Linked DNA regions of Arabidopsis thaliana: region 2 is linked to region 1. Evidence: chromatin contacts called from public capture Hi-C data. All regions are on one chromosome and are shown on one strand. Each heading gives the region's core, a stretch centred on a gene start, on an enhancer-like site or on the middle of the called end of the contact. The rest is flanking DNA. Distances are from core to core; before and after follow the strand shown. Region 1 holds the start of AT5G39090 (HXXXD-type acyl-transferase family protein). Region 2 holds the start of CRR7 (chlororespiratory reduction 7).

The links. Capture Hi-C pulls out chosen DNA fragments and counts their contacts.
Region 2: a contact with region 1 is called in a capture Hi-C map of seedling, with 6 times the contacts expected there. The contact joins the promoter of CRR7 here to the promoter of AT5G39090 in region 1. A contact is called at or near these places in 2 of 3 other capture datasets (seedling and shoot).

The regions. Positions count from the first base shown.
Region 1 is chr5:15,640,542-15,647,966 of TAIR10.1, forward strand. AT5G39090 (HXXXD-type acyl-transferase family protein) reads left to right here and starts at 2,952. Exons shown (of 1, transcript NM_123271.3): 1 at 2,952-4,631. The coding sequence starts at 3,071. The coding sequence ends at 4,417. It overlaps AT5G39080 (HXXXD-type acyl-transferase family protein), which reads left to right and starts at 901. Exons shown (of 1, transcript NM_123270.3): 1 at 901-2,675. The coding sequence starts at 1,140. The coding sequence ends at 2,531. It also overlaps the pseudogene AT5G39070 and the pseudogene AT5G39095.
Region 2 is chr5:15,699,296-15,706,720 of TAIR10.1, forward strand. CRR7 (chlororespiratory reduction 7) reads left to right here and starts at 3,783. Exons shown (of 3, transcript NM_123283.5): 1 at 3,783-3,990; 2 at 4,092-4,234; 3 at 4,432-4,977. The coding sequence starts at 3,936. The coding sequence ends at 4,704. It overlaps AT5G39220 (alpha/beta-Hydrolases superfamily protein), which reads left to right and starts at 6,411. Exons shown (of 10, transcript NM_123284.4): 1 at 6,411-6,794; 2 at 6,898-6,995; 3 at 7,087-7,184; 4 at 7,289-7,338. The coding sequence starts at 6,618. It also overlaps the pseudogene AT5G39205.

The DNA.
Region 1 (7,425 bases), core at 1,702-4,201:
GGCTTTAAAATGTCACAAATCCTCTCTCCACGATCCCACTCATCCTCAGAAGGCAATGACTTGTAGTTTCTGTCACACTCTTTCAAACTAGCAAATGTCATACGAAACTTTAAGGCTCTAGCAAACATGTCATAAGTTGAATTCCAACGTGTAGGGACGTCTAAATACAATCCAGCACCACTCCTAATCCCTACACTCTCAACACATGCTGCAAATGCATCTTGTGGAAGAAGAGATCCGCGAAGGAAGAGAGGAGAGAAGAGGAGAGAGAGAGAAGAGAGAAGGAGGAGATCGTTTTAGTAAATTAGGTTTAGTTAGAAAAAAGTCCATGGGTACCCATAAACCCAACAGAGTAAAACCCACATAACACTCTATTTAAATAAAATTCGTCCGTTTTAAACCTACTTTAATTTTAATACAAAACATGAATCTTTAAGCTTTAAATTTTAAGCGGGTTTTGGATACCCACTAGACTTTTACCTATCATTAACATCCCTAATATTGTCTGAAACTCACAAGAGAATGTCACCATAAAAAAAATAGAGTTTAGAGTCGTGTGCGGCTAGCCACGAGTATGGGATGTCATGCGTAGCCACCGGTGAAACAATTAATGGATATTAAATGCTTAGTCGGTCTTCTGATTTGATATTGTAGTGCAACTTGTCGAAAGCATTCGGAGGGGGACCATCCTCTGATCTCTTGGCAACATGTTGATATGATTTTTTATTAGCTCGAAATGGGCATTTGCTGACCTTCTAAATTATGCTAAATACTATGCCATAAAACGTTTTCGAGCTATAATTTCAGACGTAGAGTTATATGAAAAATTGTAAAATAAATGAACTATGAAAAACTCGATATATGATCCTCTAATTTACTAAACAGAACCATGTAAACAGAAAAGTCTTAATTAATCGAATGCATGTGTCTTAATTAATGCTACTCGACAAACAATGTTGGAAAATCTACGAATATCATGTGATATCAACCACATTAAATTTATGTTATCCTTTTCCTTATCCTTTCTAGTAATTAGATTTATTTTTCATTTTACTTGTTTTTTTTAATACATCGTATACTATCTATTTATAGGATCATCACCGGTTAAGTACATCTCTTACCACAAGATTGTTGGAGAAATGGTTTCATCACTTAACATCATCGAAGTGGCACGAGTCACCCCTTCAAACTCTGACTCGGCCGAGTCACTCAGTCTCCCACTCACTTATTTCGACCTTATCTATTATAAACTTCGCGCCGTCGAACGAGTCATCTTCTACCGAATCACCAACGTAACTCGCCCTTTCTTTGACTCAGTCATCGTCCCAAATCTCAAAACCTCTCTATCCTCATGCCTCTCTCACTATCTCCCACTCGCTGGCAAACTTATATGGGAACCACTTGATCACAAACCAACCATTGTCTACTCCCAAAACGACGACGTTTCATTCAGCGTCGCCGAAACAAACGCTGATTTCTCTAGTTTATCCGGCAATGAACCATTCCCCTCCACCGAGTTGTACCCGTTAGTCCCCGCGTTACAAAGCTCCGACGACTCGGCCTCCATTGTGTCGTTCCAAGTCACGTTATTTCCAAACCAAGGATTTTGCATCGGCGTAAGTGCACATCATGCCGTTTTAGATGGAAAAACGACAACCATGTTTCTCAAATCCTGGGCTCACATATGTAAACATCAAGATTTTTCTCTACCGCAGGATTTAATCCCAACTTACGATCGTACGGTCATTAAAAGTCCAACGGATAGTGAAAACAAAGTTTTGAATGAGTGGCGCTCTTTCACCAAAATATTAGCTGGTGGTAAAGAACCTGCCAACCCCAAGAGTTTAAAGCTTAATCCATCATTTGAGATTGGTCCTGACGTTGTCCGATACACTCTCCAGCTCACGCGTGAAGATATCCAAACGCTTCGCGAGAGACTTAAGAGAGAAGTTTCCTCCTCCTCCTCCTCAACCTCATCCTCAAAAGAGCTTCGCTTGTCTACATTTGTTATTGTTTACTCGTATGTATTAGTATGCATAATAAGAGCTCGAGGCGGGGAACCACATAGACCGGTTGGATATGCGTTTTCGGTGGATTGTCGAAGCCTCATGAATCCGCCGACTCCAAATTATTTTGGAAATTGCATCGCTGGTTGCTCTAGAATGATGCTGACGGCAAAAATGTTTATGGGTGAAGAAGGACTTTTGGCTGCTGCGACAATGGTCAGCGATTCGATCGAAGAATGGGACGAGAGTTTTGCGTGGAAGATTCCGGATTTTGTAGCATATGCAACTCTTCCACCAGAGACACAACTTATTTTAGTTTCAGGGTCTAACCGATTTGGAGTATACGAGTTGGATTTTGGGTGGGGTAGACCTGATAAAGTGATGGTTGTGTCGATCAGTCCAGGCAATGGGATTTCCATGGCGGAAAGTAGAGACCAAAACGGCAGTGTGGAGATTGGCTTCTCACTCAAGAAGCACGAAATGGACACATTGATTGATTTGCTTCATTGTGAACTAACTATTTAAATAAACTTTTCTTTACATGAATAAAATTGATTCTCTAAACAATATCTTTAAAACGATAACACCAACTTATCTAATCAAATTATTTTTAGGAATACAATTTGTGAGATGATATTATAACTGAAAGTTAACGCCGTGATTGTTTGGTTGACGAAAACTTAACGATATTATGCCTTAAATAACCAAATCAACGAAACTTGATCATTTTATCAAAAGTCAAACTAAACTTTATGATTTAAATGATTTTTCGAAAGTTTATGTTTTTTTCGTCTCAAATTTAAAAATTCGTACTTTTTTCGATATTTTTCCTATTTATTTTCTAATTAAACTTTAAATAAATGAAAAAGTCAACACAGTTAATTCTCTCTCTTCAATTTTATTTGATTGTTTGTCTAAATCTCAATCATTTCAAATGTTAGTAAATGTTAGTCAAAATTTATAATTATCATTATATTCACTTACGTATTATAATCATCATTTTCCTTCGAGTTTATATAATGATCATATGGTCACCGAGAAAATAATCCTTTCTCACCAAAAAAATGAATCCATCACTAAACTTCATCCACGTGTCACGAGTCACGCCATCAAACTCTAACTCGTCGGCGTCACTCACTCTCCCGCTCACTTTCTTTGACCTTCTCTGGCTCAAACACAAAGCCGTCGAACGAGTCATCTTCTACAAACTCACCGACGTAAATCGCTCTTTATTCGACTCAGTCATCGTCCCCAACCTCAAATCCTCTCTCTCCTCATCCCTCTCTCACTACCTCCCACTCGCCGGCCATATCATCTGGGAACCACATGATCCAAAACCGAAAATCGTCTACACCCAAAACGACGCCGTTTCATTCACCGTAGCTGAGTCAAACTCGGATTTCTCCCTTTTAACCGGAAAAGAACCTTTCTCCTCCACCGAGTTACACCCATTAGTCCCGGAGTTACAAAACTCCGACGACTCAGCAGCAGTCGTGTCGTTTCAAGTCACGTTATTTCCAAACCAAGGGTTTTGCATCGGCGTAACCACACACCATGCCGTTTCTGATGGGAAAACGACAACCACGTTTCTCAAATCTTGGGCTCACTTATGTAAACATCAAGACTCTTCTCTACCGGATGATCTAATTCCGTTTTACGATCGTACGGTCATAAAAGGTCCACCGGAGATTGATACTAAAGTCTTGAAAATTTGGCACTCTATTCATAAACCAAAAAGCTTGAAGTTGTTACCGAGACCGGAGATAGAATCCGACGTCGTTCGATACACATTCGAACTCACTCGTGAAAACATCGAAAAGCTTCGAGATAAACTCAAGAGAGAGTCTTCTTCGTTTTCCTCGGTTAGATTGTCAACGTTTGTGATTACGTTTTCGTACGTTTTCACGTGCTTAATAGGATCCGGAGGCGATGATCCGAATAGACCGGTCGGGTATAGATTCGCGGTGGATTGTCGAAGGCTTATCGATGATCCACCGATCCCGTTGACTTATTTCGGAAACTGTGTTTACTCTGCTGTGAAAATCCCGCTAGATGCGGGGATGTTTCTTGGTGAACAAGGTTTCGTGGTTGCTGCGAGATTGATTAGTGATTCGGTTGAGGAATTGGATTCAAATGTGGCTTGGAAGATACCGGAGCTTTTGGAAACGTATGAGAAAGCTCCTGTGGACTCACAATTTGTGTCGGTTGCCGGGTCAACCCGGTTTGGTATATACGGGTTGGATTTCGGGTGGGGAAAACCTTTTAAGTCGTTGTTGGTGTCGATTGATCAGAGAGGAAAGATATCAATTGCGGAGAGTAGAGATGGAAGTGGAGGTGTTGAGATTGGCTTCTCGCTCAAGAAACAAGAAATGAATGTTTTGATTGATTTGCTACACAAGGGGATAAAATGATAATGGAACAAAATTAAGATTTAATTCAGTGTGTCTCTCTTGTTAGCTTGCATCGATTTGGTTCGTAACATTAATGTAAACTTTGTCATTGTTGATGTTCAATATTATGTATGTATACGATACAGTATTATCAAGCTAAACCTTAAAGTCTAAAAACTAAACTAATGAGAAGCATGATCTATGGAAAACATGAAACCATTTAGGTATGCTCTGGATTTTTACAAGAATATCGTAAGTAATAACGATGATTATTGAATTGTGTATACGTATATATATACATATATATATATATATATATTATATTGTGTATTTGTGGTGGTTGTTCTCTGCTCTCTTTTTTCACAGAATGGGAGCTTAAAAACGTACGTGAAAAAGTGATGTGAATTTGATACATTGTCACGTACATTTGATATTTGTTGTGGTTGTTCTCTGCTCTCTTTCATAGACAAGATGGGAGCGTTAAAACGTACTTGAAAGTGATGTTAAATTGATAAATTGTTACTTTCATTGATAAATTGTGGTGGTTGTTCTCTGCTCTCTTTTTCGTAGACAAGATGAGAGCTTAAAGCGTACGTAAAAGTGATGTGGAATTCATAAATTGTCACCCCCAATTTATGAAAGTGACTTGTATTTTCATTTTCTTCCAATAACATCGTACTTTTCATCCTTATTCTTCCATCCATTTTCACCGTATTTTCAGTTTCACACACATGAATAATCATCATCCGTTTATTTTATTTTTGTTTTTATTAATTGCATGTCTATTCATCTCTTCTTAAGTTCAACATGCTTACACACGACACTAGCTTATGCATATCAATCTCAGCATTTGACACAACAATAACAGAAAAAACATCTAACATGTGGTCTCCAAGACTCTCCGGTGTGTCAACTTTGTTTTTGGTTTTGTCGGCTTAATTTCGAGAACTTGGGACATATGTTCAAAGCCTAGTCTCCTTCTACATTCTGTCCCAAAATGTAGATGTGTGAAAATGGGTCTTATGGGCCAAATGAGTAGATCAGTCTAATGAGTTGGGTTAAAAACACGTTGACAAGTCACTCATTAAACCATACATTTTGTTTTTAAAAACTGAACCAAGCCCAATCAATAATCATCTGATTTAAATGTGTAAACTGTAATCAATAGACCAATGATTGAATCTAACCTAATTCAACCAAACTTTATCTCACTACCATTTTCGTTTATCGTCAATTGAATCCCTCATCTTCGTTTTCTCTGAAAGTAAATGAGAAATCGAAAGATATTTGTTTATATTGCTTTCAACTTTTTAATTTTGGATTACAATGAGGCTGCTCTTATATAGAGCTACATGATTTAACCTAATGTATCCTTGGCTGCGAATTTGTCTCTTGGAATTTGGTTAAGCGTCATCACGCGCTGCGAGTGCCTCAAATCGGTTTTGAACCTTTAGCTCCGTACTGTAAGGCGATAGGGATCGTTCTGCAACTCTGTTTTTGTCTTGTGTTGCAGGTGACCGTTGTACGTCTGTGGGCTCCGGTTTGGGCTGAGCGTTTGGTTTTGTTGGATTGGGCTTTGTTGTCCGAAAGCCCAATTGAGAAGTAACGTCGTTTTGCTGTTTAGCTTTGACACTCCCCCTCAAACGTGGAGTCGGGGGAAAACAGACACCAAGTTTGAATCGCAGAGACTCAAATGGAGCTGCAGCCAGGGATTTTGTAAAGATATCGGCAAGCTGAAGGTGAGCTGGGATGTGATTGACAATGAGTTCTCCAAACGCAACCTGCTCGCGAACATAGTGGTAATGAATTCCAAAATGCTTGGTGCGGGCATGATAAGCTGGATTGGCGGTCAGGTACACTGCAGAGAGATTATCGCAAAAGAGTTCTGGAGTCTCTAATTGAGGGACACTGAGACTTCGAAGAAGATTAACAAGCCAAGTAATCTCTGATGCTGTATTGGACATTGATCGGTATTCGGCTTCTGTGGAGCTTTTGGAGACAGAAGGCTGTTTTCTTGAGGACCAAGAGATGAGATTATTGCCAAGGAAGGTACAGTAGCCTCCAGTGGATCTTCTCGTTCTATGACAACCTCCCCAATCACTATCGCTGTAAGCCCGCAACTTTGTATCTGTTCGTTTATTGAAAGAAATCCCCATTGTGATGGTGCCTTTGATGTATCTAAGAATCCTCTTTAACAGGAAAAAGTCTGAAACGGTTGGCTCATGCATCTTCTGACACACATAATTGACAGAGAACTGAAGATCTGGTCTAGTTAGTGTGAGGTACTGCAGTTTCCCTGCTAGGCTTCTAAAATATGTTGGATTTTCGAACAACTCTTTTTGGTGAGGAACTTTGTTCAGTTGAAGCGGAAGCGGTGTTGCAACTGGGGAACAGTCTGACATTGCAGCAACAGTCAGGAGGTCTTCTGCATACTTCTGTTGAGACATGAAGAGACCATCTTCATGGAAGTGTGCCTGAATTCCAAGAAAATAATGCAACTGTCCCATGTCTTTCATCCGGAACTTCTTATTGAGTTCACTGAGAAGATTGGTAAGAAGCTGAGAGTTGTTACCTGTAATGACCATGTCATCCACATATAGGAGAAGCATGATAACATTTTTGTTTCTGACGCAAATAAATAGTGAAGGGTCAGAAAAATTGTAGATAAAACCAAATGCAAGGAGAAAGGTACTGAATTTGTCAAACCATGCCCTTGGAGACTGCTTTAATCCGTATAAAGATTTGTGTAGCAGACACACATGATCAGGCTTTTCTGTATCAACAAATCCAGCAGGCTGCTTCATATACACAGTCTCAGTGAGATCCCCGTGTAAGAACGCATTTTTGACATCCATCTGCTTCAATTCCCAATTCATGATTGTAGCCAAATGAAGTACAGCTCTCACTGTTGCTGTTCTGACTACGGGACTGTATGTCTCAAGGTAATCGATTCCTTCTTCTTGATTGAACCCCTGAGCTACTAATCTTGCTTTAAATTTATCCAGAGACCCATCAGCATTAAGCTTTAC
Region 2 (7,425 bases), core at 2,533-5,032, 60 kb after region 1:
TCTGTTAATTGGTCCTTGGCCCAATTGGTTAATCTGGTAGTCAGAAATGCAGGCGGCCTGACTACCCTCTGGCATTAGTCGGAAAGCATTCCAAACTGGGGACAAACAGTGTGGTGGTCCTTCGGAAAGAAGTCCTATCTGAAGTACTTCGGTGCGTTTTCTACCGAAACTAACCGGAAAAAAAAAAAAAAAAAAGATGTGAATTTGTAAAATTATCATCTATTCATTATTATCCATGTTACTTTTAAAGAACATTTACTTTTTTCATAAAAAGATAAAACAACTATATTTGACATTTATTGAGATATAGCATTATCGACATAAAATATAAAAACAAATCTCCTTTATTTTATCTGAGATATGAAATTAAATAAGGACAACAGGGTATTTTAATATATTCGGCCAATATATATATATCAATAGAAAAATAAACTTTTTTTTACCCGTGATGATTATGATAACAATATTAGACAAACAAAAGAATTTCTTAAAAAGATAGTATGATATTGTGAATTTCTACAGTGCTAACAATGCGTCTCTTAACCTCAACTTATATATTTTGAAACTTTATTCAAGTTGATACGATTAAGAACACCACCATAAAACTATGTCATTGTTGCTTTAACTCTTCACAGAACAAACACATCTTAATCCTTTATCACTTAACCGTCATTTGAAAAAATCCTTTACATATTTCCTTCTTATGGTGCCTCTTTCCATCCTCTTATGATTTTGTTTAAATCGTACGTGTACTATCTTCCAAATTTTTCACATGCTCTATATTTTTTTTAAAAAATCTCTTACTTTCCTTGAAAGTAAAAGCTTTTTTCAAGCTTGTCGAAAGATAGGTTAGTTAAGTTAATAAACTCGTTATTTGAATTTTTAAGAATAAAATATTTGTTTTGCTCTGTTTTGTTTTCTATTATTCTAATAAAAAGTTTTAACTTCTAAATTGGTTCTTAACTTTATCACTTTCTCTCCTTTGATGTTATTGTTTAAATCCTCTTCACCTTCACGCTTTCTAAACCATATTAACATATAATCACGTTAGATTATCTAGCATTGAAATTTAGCAAATTTTGTTTTCTATTTTCTTATTTCCATATGTTACTTTTGAAAAATTAACAAACTTTTTTTCTTTTTTCTTTTTATTCATAAATATAATAAAAATAATAAAAAAATATAGAAATTAAAAAGTTAATTAAAGTCATGGCTAAAAAATGTAAACCAATGAGATGGTTAATCCTGATTGGTCGTTTAAAAACTTATGTGGACGCTTTTAGAAGCGAATAGCCTCAACTTTTATATAGTATAGATAAATACCTTGCTTATATTCCTATATTCTTGAACATATTAAGAGTTTATAATACCTTGCTTTTAATCTTGTGAGCTGATTAATTTATGTGATGATTTTAACTATAGTATATTTGATAGTATGATATTGAAAAATTAAATCCGCCATCATAGTCGTTCAATGTTCGAGCAGAAGGCTGACCTATTGACAAAGGCTCTCGGGCGAATCAAGTTTAAAGAAATGAGGGAGCTCATTGGTGTGAAGGACATGGGACAAGGTGACTTCAAGTTTAGGAGGGAGAATGTTGGATTAAGCTTGAAGAAAGCTGATGAAGAAAGTAATATTAAACCGAGTTATGGTTTAGTTCCTAACCGAGTTATGGTTTAGAAAGTGATCATCTCAAATCTCTTTAGGAGTTATCTAAATCTATGTTTTCCTATTAGGATTAGGACTAATGCTTTCATATAAATAGATGTGTCGAGTTCTAATATCAATGTGAGAGTTGTATTAAGAGATTGAGAGAGAAAGCTTAAGTTTTGTGTAAGTTTCTTAAGCTATAAAGTGAGTTATACTTTTATATTCTTGAGTTCTTAAACAACAACCAAACCTAGATTCTATAAACTGAGAGTAATCAGGCGTTGAAAAAATAAAGACTACTGGAATAAGAGCAAAGATATTCAAACATCAATGTGTGGTTTAAGTTTGAAAACTACCCTCTTTCTTTTCATAGTAAATTGAAATTTCTAACCAAAACGAAAAAAAACACACACACAAAAAAAAAATCAGAGCCAAGAGACTACCAATAATCAATATCCAACACATTTCACATCAACTCGTTCATTCAATCTTTTGATAAAATCCCTCCCATGTTACCCAAAACACAATTCAAAAGATATAAATCACCAAAAAAATATCGATATTGATTCGTAGAACAACAAAATAACTATACACGTATAGCATCAACATCAAGTGAAAAATCTAGCATGGTAAGAAATTCGACTCATACAAAGAACCAAAGCAATATAAAACAAACCATAATATCAGAACTATATATTTAATAAAAAGTCCTTTTGATATGGTGTGACCGAGACTTGTATTTATAGCTAAATGTTTAGGACAAACCATCGGAAGTTTTACTTTTTAATTTTTTTTATACAAATATTTGTATATAAAAAACAATTTAACATATATTTGTATACTTGGACGATTTAACATTTCATTGTATTAGGAATATAATAGTTACTCCTCAAAACCATATTAACATGTAATCACGTGAAATAATCTAGCAATTAAATTTAGCAAATTTTCTTTTCAACTTTCTTATTTCCATATGTAACTTTTGAAAAGTTAACAATTTTTTTTTGTTTTTTCTTTTTAATCATAAATATAGTAAAAATAATAGAAAATAATATAGAATTTAAAAAGTTAATTAAAGTGATGGCTAAAAAATGTAAACCAATGAGATGGTTAATCCTGATTGGTCGTTTAAAGCTCACGTGGACGCCTTTATAAGCAAATAGCCTCAACTTTTATATACTATAGATTGCATAATTCTTCTTGTGATAATATTATTGATCTTTTCTACAATAATACAATTTGTTGTCTTGTCTTCATTGTTTAGTCCACATAACAAATTAGGGCCGAGCATTGGGATATGCGAGTTGGGTTTGGGTAAAAGCCGATTAGGTACGGATTCTTTGGGTAGAAGAGTTTAGAACTCAATATATTAAATAAAAAATATATGTTCGGTTTTGGTTCGGGTCCTTTCAGGTTTAGGTCGCTTTGTATATAGATTTCAGAACAACTTAATAAATTATCGGATAAATACCCATATTTTCGGGTAAATACTCGCATTTCAGAGTAAAAGTTTGGGTATTCAAGTAAAATATTAAGATATTTTTGGGTTCAGATTTTCGAGTATAGGAGTTTAGGATCCAATAAAATAAATCTAAATTTTTATTGTGTTTAGAATCTAATTTTTTGGGTTGGTTCGGTTCAGATATTCTGATCCAATTTTTTTCCCCAGCCCTAGAACAAATCATAAGTGCATAACGATAATGAGCAGTAAGGTACTTAGTAGTTTGCATATATGGACGAAAGATATTATTTGTATCAAGTGTGGTACAACTATGGGCCCACGAATATTCAGTATCCAGTTTTGTACAAGCCCATGTGATCCTTGCAGGCCAATTGACAATTTTAAATATATTTATAGCAACAATACAAATATATATTTTTCAGTCAAATTTGAAAATTGCAACCGAAACTAGAGAGCAGAGTAGAGATCAACAACTGGATCAAAATTTTGAATTTTTATAAAATCTATAGAATTAAGAATATATAATATGTTAAAACTGAATTTACTCCAAACCTATATTGTACAAAGCTGATTAGAATTAGTAATCATTTTAGTTCCACATTTCTAGCTTTTACGAGGCTATTCGGGGCAACTATAACTGGCCCTATTTGGCTCATCAGTGGCCCATTAAAGATATATATGAGTTACATTCATAATTTTAAGGAAAAGAAATAGTTGGTGTATGCTCCTCGTAATATCATCTTATCTATAACAACTACAAGAAGCTTACATTGCTGCTACTAAAATACAAAATTGTTGGAAGTCATTTTTCAAGATATCAAAATGGAGTGTTCGCTGCAGAAACAGCTTTTCAACAACGGAGATAAGCTCTTTAGTTGTAAGCTCTAACACTTTCCTCCCTCATATTCACATCTATTAGTGCAAATCAAGAATAACTTAAACCAATCCATTACAATTCTTCCATTTCTTTGCTTTCAGCTCGACATAACCGACGGGTTTCGATAGAACAAGTCCATGTGACAGATTCTCTTTCCGTAAACTCGATAAACCTGTTTCATAAACCTATATGTTATCCAATATCATCCATCATCACTTCAAGAAAGAGCAAAAGCCATTTTAGTGTAAGTGTTGGTTAATTGCAATTTTGTAGAATATTTTGTAAGTTGATAACATTTAAAAGATTATGTTGCATAATTTTTGGAAATTTGTGATTTCAGTCATTTTGCAATCCCGGAAATTAAATTACTGAACTCATGAGGTTAAAGGTTAACTTAGTATGATTTAACAAATGTCTAGTTAATGTGATTATATAATATAGGTTTGTGCAACAAGGAGAAGAAGGGTGCATTCGAACTCGGATACATACGTACTGTTAGAGGCAGGACAAGATGAGCAGTTTGTGACGGAAGACGAACTCAAGGCTAAGCTCAGAGGGTGGCTCGAAAATTGGCCGGTGAACTCTTTGCCACCAGACCTGGCTAGGTTCGATGACCTTGATGAAGCCGTAGATTTCTTGGTTAAAGCTGTATGTGAACTAGAAATTGATGGAGAAGTGGGTTCTGTTCAATGGTACCAAGTTCGTCTTGAGTAATTAAATAAACGTATTATGTGTTTTGAATGTAACAAGCACATCTGTTTAATCTAGTAGTTTGGTTTGTTCTTTAATAGATAATTGCTATTGTTGTGGATGTCAAAATCTTGTGTGTTGGTTTTAATAATCGTCAAAGAGAATTAGGGTCATAGCTTTCGTAAATAAGAAGACACTACTCGAACTAAACAATATGCGAGTTTGATTCTTTCATCTTTGATAGTCGGCACTAAATATCCAAATAAAAATAAAGATTTTTTAGTCTCACCTTTAAATTTGAAATTTGGTTTTGTGATTTGAATCTCTTCTTTTTTTTCGTCAAACATCATTTTATTAAGTTAGCGGACGGAGGTTTTCTTCTAAAGAGAGTCAATCCAGAGTCGATGTGCTTACATGGAGAAAAAAGATTCTCGTACTCTGACCTTCTTAGCTAGACAATCGACACAAATATTGTTACAACGAGGAATCTTTTGTGCTTAATTAGCTGGTGCGAAATTGATAGCTTATCTTCCAATTTCCCTTGCTTTGGGGGATACATATTCTACCTTGTGGAACTTATGACACTTAATGGGCTTCGTATTGGATTGGATTTGTGAAAAATTGACATTGCATTTGCCCGTTAGTTCTTCAGGCGGGATGGTCTACTAGTACTAGAAGAACGAATTGTAGATGTAGATTCTGTAATAGTTGGCTGTTGGGATAAACAAAAACTGCATCCGATCACATCAGAAGACTGAGCTGCATATAACTGTGATTTTTATGTAAATAATCTTACAAAAGTTTTAATAACATTAAAATTCTTATATTGTTTATTTTGGGGGACAAAATTGTGTTTTAAAAAATTACTTTATATATTAGTTAATCTTATCGAAATCTTAGTTCTGATTTTTTCAGTTCCTCATGTAATATTTTAAATAATTACCTAATTTAACTAACATATTCATAATTATCAAATTAATTGATTAAATCATAGTATATAATTTTGAATGGGGTTTAGTGTTGTTAATGCATTTGATTGTGTTTATATATATAAATCTCAGAAAGATTTATGCACCCAATAAGTGTAGGTTAATTTTATAGTAAAAAATGAAGTCAATTTTATAGTTAAGATGATCAATAATATAGAAACTTTTAAAATAAAATAATAAGATTTGCACCAATAGCGTGAGAGAGAAACTCAACTTTGATATATTATGACTTAATAAATGACGTTAATTCTTATGTAAATTAAGTTATAACATATACAAGGATTCATAAGTGGTCAAACTGCAATTAAAGTATTTTTTAAAAAATGTAGCAAACTAAAAATAAACTATTGTATTTTGAGAAGACATGTGGCAGAAGTACAATATGCACATTTATATGTCATTCTAGAAGAAACTTTATTTTATAAGATTAATAACTGATTAAATAACAATTTACCATGTAAATGTAATGATACAGTGATTAAGTAAGATTCTACTACGCAAAGGTAACCTTATTTAACACACGTTAATTACTGTTTGGAAGATATTATGGACGGAGAGAAACAAAAAAATGTTATTAGTTGTGGCTCTACGTTTTTTTTGTCTTTAAGCCTTAAAAATTAGAAAGCGTGTAAATTGTCAGAAAACTTGTGTGGTCATTTCAAAACAAAACAACAAAAGGTAGTAAATAAAAATAACAAGATCGTAATGAATGAGCTTGGTATAAAAACAAGAAAAAAATAACGAAGTTGGGGGTAGTTGCGTTGCACTTTGATTTAAATTCTATTCAAATGGTTATTGTCCAAACATAACACTCTTTTCTATATATAGGTAGTCTCTTCAATGTCACAAATAATCGAATCACACAATATTAAACACTAAATTATTCACAGTTTTCTTGGAGAAAAGATTCAAGTACAAGTACAAGCAGAGAAAGTGAGAGAGAGAGAAATGATGGGTAGCTTGAAAATAATATCTCCACCACCTCCGGCGACAAGATTCCGGCAACGAGTAACGGCGAACGGAGATGGGTTTCCGACATTTCTTCCGAAGGAGATACAAAACATAAAAGATCCATTCGCAAGAGCTTTAGCTCAAAGGATTGTACGAATTCCTGTTCCTCTTCAGGTTCTTCTTCTTTTTCTCTGTCTCTTGCATGAGTAGCTAAAACAGAGAATCTTTGTCCTTAGTTTCTTGAATTTTGTGTAAGAAGATGAAAATGTGTTTGCAGATGGGAAACTTTAGAGGCAGTGTAATGAGTAGCTGTATCAAACCACTTGTTCAATTACACGACAAAAGTCCCGTTGTTCTTCTCCATTGTTTCGACAGGTATTTTATTTTTTTTACTGACAGTATAATTATTTTTATGAACTCACTGTGTCTGAATTTTACTTTTGTCGGAATTCTTTTGGGCTTTTAGTTCTTGTCTTGAATGGAGACGTACTTATCCTCTGCTTGAACAAGCTTGTCTTGAGACTTGGGCTATTGATGTTCTTGGTTGGGGATTCTCAGATCTTGGTAAGATTTTACATTTTACACAAATTAAACAAGATTCTTGATAATTCGATTTTAGTACATATGAATGTGTGATTGTTTCTTTTCACAACTTAATGACACTGTAGAGAAACTTCCACCATGTGATGCAGCATCTAAGCGACATCATTTATTCGAGGTCAGTACTATTTATTAATTATACTACAAGAAAACAAGCGAATAACAACGAAAAACTGTGTCACTAAATGAATGAAATCAGTCGATG